Linked DNA regions of Mus musculus: regions 1 and 3 are each linked to region 2. The links are chromatin contacts, called in public Hi-C maps. All regions are on one chromosome and are shown on one strand. Each heading gives the region's core, a stretch centred on a gene start, on an enhancer-like site or on the middle of the called end of the contact. The rest is flanking DNA. Distances are from core to core; before and after follow the strand shown. Region 1 has its middle 21 kb from the start of A730043L09Rik. Region 2 has its middle 12 kb from the start of Gm39351. Region 3 holds the start of A730043L09Rik (RIKEN cDNA A730043L09 gene).

Evidence for each region. A called contact is a pair of places that touch in the nucleus more often than the background predicts.
Region 1: a contact with region 2 is called in a Hi-C map of cerebellum, with 1.8 times the contacts expected there. The contact joins two enhancer-like sites. A contact is called at or near these places in 10 of 484 Hi-C or Micro-C datasets (Th1 cells, bone marrow-derived macrophages, cerebellum and 6 more), 2 of 115 datasets of contacts at active chromatin or transcription factors (embryonic stem cells and intestinal villus epithelium) and 1 of 9 other capture datasets (embryonic stem cells).
Region 3: a contact with region 2 is called in a Hi-C map of the N1E-115 cell line, with 9 times the contacts expected there. The contact joins the promoter of A730043L09Rik here to the enhancer-like site in region 2. A contact is called at or near these places in 6 of 39 promoter capture datasets (cranial neural crest, embryonic stem cells, epiblast stem cells and 2 more), 1 of 15 datasets of contacts at CTCF or cohesin (embryonic stem cells), 20 of 484 Hi-C or Micro-C datasets (the G1E-ER4 cell line, the N1E-115 cell line, Th1 cells and 10 more), 3 of 115 datasets of contacts at active chromatin or transcription factors (differentiating embryonic stem cells, embryonic stem cells and intestinal villus epithelium) and 1 of 9 other capture datasets (embryonic stem cells).

The regions. Positions count from the first base shown.
Region 1 is chr9:62,220,874-62,224,824 of GRCm38.p6, forward strand. No RefSeq gene overlaps it. Among named protein-coding and RNA genes, the nearest start is that of A730043L09Rik, 21 kb to the right of the region's middle. Within about 2 kb of position 1,883, at least 35 of the 459 cell types and tissues checked have an H3K27ac peak or open chromatin away from gene starts, as enhancers often do. A contact at or near this core is called in cerebellum, where this site is marked.
Region 2 is chr9:62,150,860-62,154,983 of GRCm38.p6, forward strand. No RefSeq gene overlaps it. Among named protein-coding and RNA genes, the nearest start is that of Gm39351, 12 kb to the left of the region's middle. Within about 2 kb of position 2,677, at least 22 of the 459 cell types and tissues checked have an H3K27ac peak or open chromatin away from gene starts, as enhancers often do. A contact at or near this core is called in the N1E-115 cell line, cerebellar granule neurons, cerebellum and 2 more, where this site is marked.
Region 3 is chr9:62,242,735-62,247,332 of GRCm38.p6, forward strand. A730043L09Rik (RIKEN cDNA A730043L09 gene) reads right to left here and starts at 1,366. Exons shown (of 3, transcript NR_040769.1): 1 at 1,210-1,366; 2 at 954-1,067; 3 at 1-795.

The DNA of each region.
Region 1 (3,951 bases), core at 633-3,132, 69 kb after region 2:
CTTGTAATGGGGCTTCACCACCATGATTGAATATCCATTTCTTCTCGCACATCCTGGATCTTTCTGTCCGATGGGCTGAGGACTTTATAATCATTTTTGTTTTTTTCTTTTTGTAACACTACTGAAGCAGGCTGAGGAGCTCGAAATGAAATCGCTAAAAGAAAAGAAAAAATTACCAGAAGACACCAAGATGGGCTGTTGCTATGGAGAATGAATGCCTCCAGCTGTGAACCCAACCAGGAGACCGCAGCGGGGGCGGGTCACACTTACCTTCAGGAGCATCCCAGCTTCACCAAGGAGAGGGCGCATTGGAAGGAAGGGCAGCATACGGAGGGGATTGATCTGGTTGCCAGCTCATGCAGATACTAGCAGAGTGGTTCTAACTCAGGGAGCAGAGGGGAGAACTGGGCTGGGGGGTGGGGGTGGGGGTGGGGGAGGGGGGCACTTAGCTTCCCAAAGCCACGGGTTTCCTAGGCTGCTCTGGAGAGAAGTGGGTGGAATATTTCGGAGCAGGTTGGAGTGAGACCATGTACACTCATGTCTCCTCCCAGCCATTTCGTATGTCAACTGGGGTTTATTACATGCCAGACATTGTGCTGGGGCAGTAGATCTTTGAGAGACCTGACTGAAATAGGGTTGAGAGTACACACCCCTGGAAATCCATCCCCTCTCTGTAGAACGGCAACTCTATAATGTGACTCCAGGTCTGTGTGTTAACAGTGGTACCCACATGGCCTGTGCCACATACTTAGATGCGGGTGGTAACAGGAAAATTGTGAAGAAGAGTGTCAAAAGCATGTATATTTCTCTCTGCCTGAATGTGTGTGTGTGTGTGTGTGTGTGTGTGTGTGTGTGTGTGTGTGTGTGTGGTATATCCTCAGAAGCCATTCACCTTGAGGGTTTTGGGTTGGGTTGGTTTGGTTTGGTTGGTTGGCTGATTTTGGTTTGTTTGTTTGTTTGTTTGAGACAGATTTTCTCCAAGTAGGCTAGGCTGGCTGACCTCAGGATTTTACCTGTGCCGGCCTCCCACTGCTGGCATCATCAGCATGTGCCGGCTTGGCTGACCTTTTCATCTGGTTGCTGGGGATTAAATTCAGGTCCTCATGCTAAAGCAAGCTCTTAGCAATAAGCTATCTTCACAGTGCCTCTGTGCCTTTCCCTGCTGCTAGTGGCTCTCATCAACTTTGCTTTTATGCTTCCATGCCTCTAAAGGAAAAAGAAAAGAAGAGAAAAGAAAAGGAAAGAAAAACAACTTCATAAACTATTTCCCAAGTACTTTCCTGCTGAGGTGTATATGGTGGGTGGAGTCTAGTGATCTGCATCTCCCACTGCTTTGGCACTGTGTGGGTGGGGCGTGCTGCCTGTGGTGAAGTCACAGGTGAGGCAGTCTAAGTATGAGATTTTAAGTACCAGTAAGGGTAAGTCAAGGGCATATGGGGCACTTGCGATGCTACTCATCTGTTAGGAGCTAGCCCAGACTATATCTTCTCTCTCTTCTCCTCCCCTCTTCTCTTCTCTCCCTCCCCCACCTCCCCTTCCTCCCTCCTCTCTTCTGTTCTCTTCTTTCTTTGTCTGTTCTCCCATTCCTCCTCTCTCTTTAGCCCACTTCTTTTCTGCCTCCTCAGTCTTTTCCTTGCCTGAATGGCCATCTGAGTCCCCGATGCATCAATGCATCAATGTGACTGTGTTTCCATAGGCAGGTGTGTGTCTTGTTTAGTCACATTAAAAATAAATCGCTTGGCCACACACAGGCTATGAGTCAATCTGTTCCTTCCCTCTGCTTTCCAGGAACAGATTGCTCAAAACCAGACGACTGTGGTGTGAGACGCCAGCAAGGAGCGGCATGCGGTGGAAGGAACAAGCCCTCCTGAGCAGCCCTCCCGCTGGGCCTCCTGTTCACTGAAAGTCAATCAGTCACACCCACCAAACGCAGTCGGTGTGGCTGCATTCTTTAAGCCAAGGAGAACGTTAGAGGCCAAAGTTCAATGCACACATTTATTGATTTGTGTGTGTTGAACCGTCTTTGATGGTTTTATGTTTGCTATTTTCTTATTTAGTGCTCTAAGGCAGCTTGTGCTTTACTGTGACCTCATAGATGTTTCTATATGTTCTATATGTCAAGCTCCTTCACGTATCTTCCATAGCATTGTCTAAGTGGATTCTTTTACTTTCTGTTCATCATGGGAAGGTTTTTTCCCCCTTTATTTATGAAGGGTGCCTTTGCTTGACAAAGTAATCTGGGCTGGTAGTCTTTGTATTTCTGAATTTGAAATACATCATTCCATGCCTTCCGAGTTTTTAGAGTTTCTATTGAGGAATTGAGGTCATTGCTAAGATACCCTGCCAGGAATTTCACCTTTGGGTATCACAGTTTTTTGCTGTGGTTCTTTTTTGAAGCAGGTTCTCCTATAGTCCAGGCTGTTCTCCAACTGGCTATGTAATTGGGGTGACCTTAAACTTCTGATCTTCCTGCCTTTGTCACCCACTCTTGAGGTACTAGGATTATAGATGTACCACCACACTAGGTCAGTTGATGCAGTGCTGTGGATGGGTCCCAGGGCTTTGTGCATGCTAAGCAAGCCCTCCATCCTCCTCTGCAGCCGCAGCCCAGGACCTCAGTCTCTGTAGACTAAGCACTTTAGTCATTTTGTAAACATTATTTAGGGTTAGATGAACTCCACTGCTCTACTACATTAGCCAGTTACTAACTTAACACTGGAGTCTCTTCACCTTCAAAATGCTATAGAAACCAGGATCAGCAGAGATGATATCTTTTTTATTATTATTTTCTTTTATTTTTTTAATTTTATTTTATTAGATATTTTCTTTATATACATTTCAAATGCAAGTTCCCTATTCCCTCCCCTGCCATGCTCCCCTACCCACCCACTCCCAATTCTTGGCCCTGCCGTTCCCCTGTACTGGGGCATTATAAAGTTTGCAAAACCTAGGGGCCTCTCGTCCCAGTGATGGTCGACTAGGCCATCTTCTGCTACATATGCAGCTAGAGACATGAGCTCTGGGGGTACTGGTTAGTTCATCTTGTTGTTCTACCTATAGGGTTACAGATCCCTTCAGCTCCTTGGGTACTTTCTCTAACTCCTCCATTGGGGGCCCTGTGTTCCATCCTATAGATGACTGTGAGCATCCACTTCTATATTTGCCAGGCACTGGCATAGCCTCACTCAAAACAGCTATATCAGGGTCCTTTCAGCAAAATCTTGCTGACATATGCAATAGTGTCTGGGTTTGGTGGCTGATTATGGGATGGATCCCCGGGTGGAGTAGTCTCTGGATAGTCCATCCTTTCATCATAGCTCCAAACTTTGTCTCTGTAACTCCTTTCATGGGTATTTTGTTCCCTATTCTAAGGAGGAATGAAGTATCCACCCGTTGATCCTCCTTCTTGATTTTCTTGTGTTTTGCAAGTTGTATCTTGGGTATTCTAAGTTTCTGGGCTAATATCACTTATCAGTGAGTGCATATCTAGTGACTTCTTTTGTGATTGGGTTACCTCACTCAGGATGATATCCTCCGGATACCTCCATTTGCCCAAGAAATTCATAAATTCATTGTTTTTAATAGCTGAGTAGTACTCCATTGTGTAAATGTATCACATTTTCTGTATCCATTCCTCTGTTGAGGGACATCTGGGTTTTTTCCAGCTTCAGGCTATTATAAATAGGGCTGCTATGAACATAGTGGAGCATGTGTCCTTATTACCAGTTGGAACATCTTCTGGGTGTATGCCCAGGAGAGGTATTGCTGGATCTTCCGGTAGTACTATGTCCAATTTTCTGAGAAACCTCCAGACTGATTTCCAGAGTGGTTGTATAAGCTTGCAATCCCACCAGCAATGGAGAAGTGTTCCTCTTTCTCCACATCCTCGCCAGCATCTGCTGTCACCTGAATTTTTTATCTTAGCCATTCTGACTGGTGTAAGGTGGAATC
Region 2 (4,124 bases), core at 1,427-3,926:
GTGTCTATATGTGTTTATGTGTGTGTGTGTGTCTGTGTGTTTGTATATATATCTCTGTGTCCCTCTGTCTCTGTGTGTGTCTGTGTGTATGTGTCTGTCTGTCTATTTGTGTGTGTCTCTCTCTGTGTTTGTATGTGTATCTATGTGTCTGTGTCTGTGTGTGTATCTGTGTGTGTCTGTGTATGTTTGTGTATATCTCTATGTCTGTCTATCTCTGTGTATGTCTGTGTATGTGTCTGTCTATATGTGTGTATATGTATATGTATCTGTGTGTTTGTGTTTACGTATCTATGTCTGCCAGTCTGTGTGTGTGTGTGTTCCAGAGGTTGACATCAGATGTTCTTCTAAATTGTTTCCCATGCTTTTTTTTTTCTTAGACAGAGCCTCTCATTCAATCTAGAACTCACCAATTCAGTAGACTAGCTAACAGCAAACCCTCAGGGACCCTCCTGTGTCTGTCTCCCAAGGACAGAGATCACAGGCTCATGCTGCCACATCTGGTTCTTTTACACAGGTGCTAGGGATGGCACTCAGGTCCTCTTGCCTGTACTTATAGACTGAGCCACCTCCCAAGTCCTTTGCTTTATGCCTTCTGTAGTTAGTAATGGATCATCACCAGAGACTGAGCACTCAGCCCTTTGGAGAAGACCAGAAAAGATGAATTCCCAGGCTCCATCCTCAAATAGACCACTGAGGTATGATCTCACCAGTTAACAGGTAATTAAGTACTGGATTTTGAGGCAAAGAACTCCTGGAAAGGTTAGAGGTAAGTGTAGGTTTTCCTTCCCAGGGAAGTTTTGTGCAAGGTGACATGGGAGCGGATAGAATGAAACTTGGGCCTTCTAGGGGGCTGGGAAATAAATTCAGAGGCAAATCAGGTTTCAGTGAGGGTCTAAGCGCATTCTTTACCAACTAGAGAACCTCAGCATGAACCTTCCCAGCCTCTGCTTCCTCATCTAACGTACAGGACCATTCCAAATGGCCTTCTAGTCTAAAGTTCTTAAGGTCTCCAAAGTGGCCTATGTAACTCGTTTGGAAACCACCTTTCATGCAACATGTATACATTTTGTCATAGAAACTGGCCTAAATTTATGGGAATCTGCTCGTGGTTTTATTTATAAAGTAGGAGCATTTCTCTCACTCTAGGAAAAAAAATCCTGTGAGGCTTAGGAATAGCTCAGTAATTAAGAGCGCACACTGCTCTTGCAGGGACTTGAGTTCAGGTCCCAGCACCCACATGTGACATACATATAAAATAAAAAAGAAATCTAAAAAAAAATAGATTTTAAAACAAAGAAATGTATTTGATTGTGGGATGCTGCCCCAGACCCACCAGGGTGACACATGCCATTCTAGCCATGCATGCAAGGTAAAGGAAACCACAGGCCCAACACTTCTGAGGTCTGACTCACTCCTGACCCTATAAGGTCTGTATTATTAAACAGCTGTAACTAAACAGAAAGCAGCAGGCATGTCTATAACCCCTGTGACTGAGCGAAGAGATATGGGGAGCAGGTCTTGCCTGGCTTCTGCTCCAAAGGGCCAGATACCAAACATTTTAGGTCTTGGAGGCCACATGTGGCCTCTGTTGCAACAATTCATCTTTATTGTGCAGCTTCAACCAGCAAGCATGGCCATGTACTAATAAAGTTTTGTTTAAGGCTGGGGAGCTAACTTAGTAAAGGGCTTGCCACGTAAGCATGAGGAGAAGGACCTGAGTTCAGTTCCCCAGAACCCATATATTAAAAAAAAAAAAAAATCAAGCATAGTGGTGTGTGCTTGTAAACCCAGTGCCAGGGAAGTGGAGACGGGTGGCTCCCTGGAGCTTGGTACTCCACTAGCCCAGCCTGGGCAGCAAGCCCTGAGCCACTAGGAGACCCTTGGTTCAAAAGACAAGGCAGATGGCACCTGAGAATGACAACTGAAGTTGGCCTCTAACCTACACATACACACAAACACACACAGAGAGAGACAGAGAGACAGAGATAGACAGAGAGACACAGGCAGAGAGAGAGAAAGAGAGAGACAGAGATAGAGATAGACAGACAAGAAAGACAGACAGACAGAGAAAGAGAGAGACAGACAGAGAGACACAGGCAGAAAGAGACAGAGATAGAGACAGAGAGATAGATAGGCAGAGAGGAAAAGAGAGAGACAGAGACAGACAGAGACATACAGAGAGGCAGACATACAGAGAGAGAAAGAGACAGACAGACAGAGAGAAACACAGACACACACACACAGATAGACAGACAGAGACAGAGGCAGCAGGTGGGACTTCCCCCAGAGATCATTTATTCCCACCTCTATTGCGGAATGATCTCTGAGAGAGATGAGCAGGAAAAGATAAAGATCCAGACTCTAGCCCGACATTCCCGCAATACCCTGTGGCCATGCTAAATCTCTCCTGGCCCTGGACTTAGACTCCACTGTGGATCCAGCCCTCCTGACCAGCGGGAGCAGGGTAGAATACCATCAAGCCTCTCATGTGTCTGATGCAATCAATACCCAAGAACATTAGAAGCAGAGAAGGAGCTGGGCGTCCTCATCCAGCTGGAAGATCAAAAGCCATGAGAAACAGAAACTATATTCTCTTGTCAGGGCTCCGTCTGTAAAGGCCATTTGGCAGAACTGAGTGGCAGGGTGGATGCCAGCCCAGCAAGACTTCAGCCAACACGAGGGTGGCGAGTGACAGCTCTGTTTGCCATCTGCCCTGCTCTGGCCTTTTGGCCGGGCACCACAGGGTGGCACCCCTTGTGCCCGGTGCATGCCAAGAAGCAGGAAGTGATGGCAGATGCTCAAGATGGCCCTGAGGCAGGGTGGGAGAGCCCAGCGTTGGGTAGTCTTTGAGCTAGTGCCTGCTAACATAAGGACTAATGAGAGAACAAGATCTGAGCAGCCAGCTTAGGCCCTAGAAGCCAAGGTCAAGGCCATGAGAGGAATCACCAAATCCAAGAGACTGAAGAAAGCCTTCTCCGTTCCTCAATCCCAGCTCCTATTTTACAGATGAGGAGCCTGAGCCTCATCCCATGCCCTTGAGCAGCAAAAGAGAAACAGGACAATGGAGATAGAGATAGAGATAGAGATAGAGATAGAGATAGAGATAGAGATAGAGATAGAGATGCATATGCGTGTGGGGGCCAGAAGTCAAGTCATGTATCCCCTCTGATCACTTTCCACCCTATATATTGCGACAGGGACTCTTAGTAAACCTGGAGCTTTCTGATATAGCTAGATTAATTGGCCAGCAGACCCCAAGGTCCTCCTGTCTCTGCCTCTCCAGCACTGGGATCACAAATGTATGCTACTGTGCCTGGCTTTTAATATAGGCTCTGGGGATCAAAATCGGGTCCTCACATTTACACGTGTTTACTCATGCAAACACTTCCCCAAGTGAGCCATCTCCCCAGCCCCAGAAATTGTGTATCTTCCCTAAAGAAGACAGGGGATGTATCATAACATAGAATGTGGTGATAATAACAGTAACCCACAAGGGTTGTTTTGCAGGTTGAGTGTCTACACTGCATAAGCCTTCCCCAGAAGTGAGATCCGTGACTCCCTCACTTGCTGCTTAGGCTTACAAGCGTCTCCTGGGAATTGCTTGGGGTCACTCTCCTGTTCCTCCCCTCTGTGGGTGCAGAATGACTAATTGATTTCTCATGTATGGATGAAAAGCAGTCTCGGACTGGTCACTGATCAGCTCAGCATAAAACTGTCTGCCTTTGTATTAGCCAAGAAAGAATCGATGCCCTGTGGCTAACTATATACACACATAAAACTTCCTGGAGACCACCAGCTCAGAAGCAAAACAATTCCTTTGTGCTATCATCCCAATAGGGACAGAGTAGGCAGGCAGCCAGGAAGACCTTGCAAACACACCAACTTCCCAAGTGGGCTGGAGCACTAGCAATTCACAGGGGACGCTTGTAAGCCTAAGCAGCAAGTCACAGCTCTAGGTGTCTTCTTTGTATGCTGGCTGCCTGTGCTCATGGCAGATGTGGCTCTTGGACCAGGCTACTGCCTTGATAGCTCAGTTCTATGGCTAAGTGGCTTTGCTCGGGCTATCACCTGGCCAGTTCTTTCCTAATAAGGGTAGTCACCTAAACCTCCGATGTTCTGTTCCA
Region 3 (4,598 bases), core at 116-2,615, 91 kb after region 2:
TGGAGAAGTAGCTGAGAGTTCTACACCTGGATCCACAGGCAGCAGGAAGAGAGAGTGTGACTGAGCCTGGCTTGAGCATCTGAAACCTCAAAGCCCACCCCCAGTGACACACTTCCTCCAGCAAGGCCATATCTACTTTAATAAGGCTACATCTCCTAACAGTGGCACTCCCTCTGAGCCTATGGGAGCCATTTTCATTCAAACCACCACAATGTGTGTAACAAGAGTGTGTGTGGTGCTGCCCACAGAGGCCAGGAGAGACCATAGGATCCCCTGGAACTGGAGTCACAGGCTTTGTGAACCACCAGCTATGGGTACCAAGAACCAAACCCTGGTCCTCTGGAAGAACAGCCGTGCTCATGACTGCTGAGCATGTCTCCAGCATGTGCCCAGGATAAGGAGCTCAGGTGAAAGCAGAGGGTGGGGAGATAGGGTACCCTTGGCAGCTACCTGGGACAGTTCCTAAAGATGGCGCTTTAATATCTGAACTGGAGCCAGACTGTTGGATGCTCACTGCATCCCTGTGATTGGGGGCCACGGGAGAAGGAAACCCTGAGTAGGGTATGGTCACCGGGCTGGGCCCCCCCCCCATGGGTGAGAGAATCATGTAGGAGTGGGAAAGAGGGGGACGGAGAAAAGGGAAAGGGGGGAGGGCATGTGGAGGTCAGAGAACAGTCCTAAGCAGCTGGTTCTCTCTTTCCACCATCTGGGTCCTGGAGTGGCACTCTGGTCGTCAGTGTTGGTGGCGAGTACCTTCATCTGCTGAGCCATCTCTCTGGCCCGTCATTTATTTTTCTGTCACGTGAACAGGCATGTCAGATAGTCTTTTTTAAACATAATGTTCTATTGGGGTTTCTTTTTTTAAAAAAATATACCTTTTGCCACAAAAACATCAATTTTTTTTTTTTTTTTGAGGAAGGATCTCATGTAGCCCACTCTGACCTTGAACTCACCACGGCGCTGAGACTGGCCTTCCATTTCTGATTCTTCTGCCTTCATATCCACACGTGCTGGATTACAGGCGTGGGCTTCGACGTCTGCACCCGACACACATCGATTTGTTCACTCTGTGGATGGTAAAGTGATGGCTCAGAGAGGCACATCTCCAAGCACAGCACAGCAGAAACTATGTCAGTCCAGTGACCCGACTGCTGACCAGGTGTTTGCACAGGGACAATCTCTGCTGCTGTCCCTAACACCGCCCCCCACCTTTTCAGTCTTGTCTGCCAGGCTAGTGACACTTCTCAGTAAAGCTTGTGTGACCTCTCCTCCCATCAGTGTCCTCTGGCTCCCAGCGCATTAACAAACGGCACTTGTGCACCTAACGGTTGGTTTTGCTAATGCCTGCTGTCTCTCAGAGCAGAATGGCTCTGGCAGCGTCACTCCGCCCGCTGTGTTTGCACTCCTGGTCTCCAGATCCCAGCTGACAACTTGATGTGCTGCACTCCTTTCCAGAGCTCGTACGTTTCAGTACTCCCGTGCTCCAGTGACACTCTCAGCCAGCTTAGGCCTGTCCACCTCACGCGTGCTAGGTCTCCGGCACCACAGGTCAGACCCTGGGAAGTTCACAGCTTACAGAGAAGAAGGACAGATACCCACAGATGGTCAGAGACTGAGCCTGGAGGTGCTGCCTGAAGCAGAGAGTCTGTAACAGGGTGCGTCCTCCAGGCCCTCTTTCATTCCATTTAAACCCTTTAGGAACGATCCTGCCTCCGGGTGAAGTGAAGTGAAGCCTCCGGAGATTCCCTGGTTCTACAGCGCCCTCTTGTGGACAACTGGAGTCTGCCTATAGAGAAAGCAAAGGGCACTTTCGATTAGTCATGGGGGACAGAAGGACACTCAATTCTTCCGACCAAGTTCTTTCACCTATGACCAGTGTCTTAGCTCCTTTCCGGGTTAGTTGTATGTCAACTTGACACAGACTTCATTCATCTGGGAAGAGAGACTTGCACTAGCAAAGTGCCCTGTGATATTAGCCTATACATAATCCTATGGGGCATTTTCTTGATTAATGATTAATGTGGGAGGACCCAGCCCTCTGTGGGTTATGCCGCCCCTGGGCTAGAGGTCCTGGATTGTATTAAAAATAATGGGCTGAGCAGGCTGTGGGGAGCAAGCCAGAAAGCAGCCCTCCTCCACAGGCTGTGCTTCAGTCCCTGCCTCTTGTCCCTGCCCTGACTTCCTTTGGTGACTGACACACTACAATGTAGAACTGTAAGATGAAATAAACCCTTTCCCTCCCAAAGTGCTTTATTACAGCAACAGGCGCATAACTAGATGGTTGTTTTCCAGTTCGTTGATAGAAAAGACCCTGGCAAAGACAACTTGAAGAAGGATGGGTTTATTCTGACTCCCAGTTTGAGGTCCAGCCCATCACAGCAGGGGAGAAAATTCCCATAGGGGGGAACCTGAAGCAGAGGCTCAAACTGAATATTCAGTCCAAGAGCAGAGTGCACCTGCAGCTTTCGGGGAGTCTCCTGACTCCATCTCTTGTCTTGCCCTAAGGCAACTGGGATTACAGACATGTGCTATCATGTCTGCCTTTGTGTGGGCTCTAGGGGGTCCAAATTTGGAACCTCATACACATGTGGCAAGTGCTTTTACCCACTGTCCCACCTTCGATTACTGGAGACTGTGGGGAAGGCCCTAGCACCAGGCCTGGCCCCAGCTCCAACAGGCGAAGCTTCGTGCGAGTGAGCCCCTCTTTTCCAACCACCTTCACTGGAACAACCAGGGCATGTGATTAGCCTCGGTCCCAGTGGAAAAGACTGACGAGGAGAGGTTGTCAGGGTGGCTACGTCCCAGGTGGCTGGATTCTTAGGTATGTAAACCAGATGACTGGATGCAGAAAGGTATTGTCTGCATCTCGCTTCTCAGAAGATCAATGAGGCATGGGTAAAAGGAGGGCAAGGGACCAAGATAGACAGACAGACAGACACACGTGCACACACAGAGGAGGAAAACATCATAGATGCACATCACAGAGCTGTCTGAACTTTGGCTATAAAATTAGTATCACAGCTTGGCTGCTTGGCCCGTATTTCTGTATTTCTTGTTGCAACCTTGGACTCAGCCTCACTGCCCCCTGCAGGCTGCAGGGCTTTACCTCATTCCAGTAAGACTACCCCTACCAAGGCCCATGATAGATAGAGTCCTTCTTCTCGTTTTTAGCAGGGCTGGAATCAAAATGCCCTCTAAGCAAGCACTCTTATCATGCCCGGCTCCGACAGCTCAGTCCTGGAGAGCGAGCTACAGGTAGATAATACAAGCATCTGTATCCTATCAGGGAGGAAACAGGAAGAGCAGGAAGTACATGCCCTGCACCTATTGTCCTCTAAGGACAAAATACAGATTCCAGCTCAGGGTGAATGAAGCTCAAACTAGAGAAATTGGAAATTGAAAACCACCGAACCTCAAGGTTTCATAATTAAAGTTAAGATCAGAGGCTACGCGCTTCAGCTGTGATTAATGAGAAATCTCAGAAGAAGGTTCAATGTAATAAAGCTGTTGGCTCAAGCGGCTTGGGGAGAGCGAAGCTCTGCGTCTGCTTTACCCTGTGTTTATTCAGATCAGGGAGAAGCGGGCTGCGAGTATTCGTATGCCGGCAGCTAGGCATTTTAAATTACATCGAGCCTTTGCTTCTGGCTCGCTGTTACAAAATGGGGTTTCTAATGGATTCATATACGTAGACGCACACAGAGCAAAGCCAGCACCCTGCAAATATTTGCCGTGGTTGTTATTTACCAGAAAGGGCAGAGCTTCTTTGCAATATCCTAAGGTTTATCTCTCAAAGACTGCTGGCTGGAGTTTAAGCCTTTGGATGTTTGTTATTGAAAATGACATCTGTTTAACTGTTTCTTGTGAGAAATTGTGTCTGTTTACTTGAACTTATAAGCTGTGTTTATCAAAGGAATTTGAATCCACTCATGACAATCTTGAGATTAATTAAAAAGCCACACAGAGTCTGTTTCCAATGAACTCTACCAGTCTAAACACCCACACCAGCTCTCTTCCAAATGCTCTCAAGAATATCAAAGCAGGGCTGGAGAGATGGCTCAGTGGTTAAGAGCACTTGACTGCTCTACCAGAGGTCCTGAGTTCAATTCCCAGCAACCACATGGTGGCTCACAACATCTGTAATGGAATCTGATGTCTGATGCCCTCTTCTGGGTGTGCCTGAAGACAGCTACAGTGTGTGTGTGTGTTTGCATATGTGTGATATCTATATCTATATCTATATATATCTATAGATATATATATAGAGAGAGAGAATATCAAAGCAGGGGCAGAGATATGATGACTCAGCTGGTACAGGTGTTTGCCACCAAGCCTGATGACCTGAGTTCAATTCCTAGGAACCACACGGTGGAAGGAGTAAACCAGCTCCTGAAAGTTGTCCCCTGCCCTCCACATGTACCCCATGGCTCTCACACAAACAAAATTAATAAATAAAATGCAATAAAACCATGCTTTAAAAGGGCGCTGCTAAGGAAAAAAGTAGGGAACATGGACTCAGCCAAATGAAGATATGGTATTAGGGTTGCTATTTGTGCTGGCTGGTTTTATGTCAGCTTGACACACAAGTTACAGTTATCTAA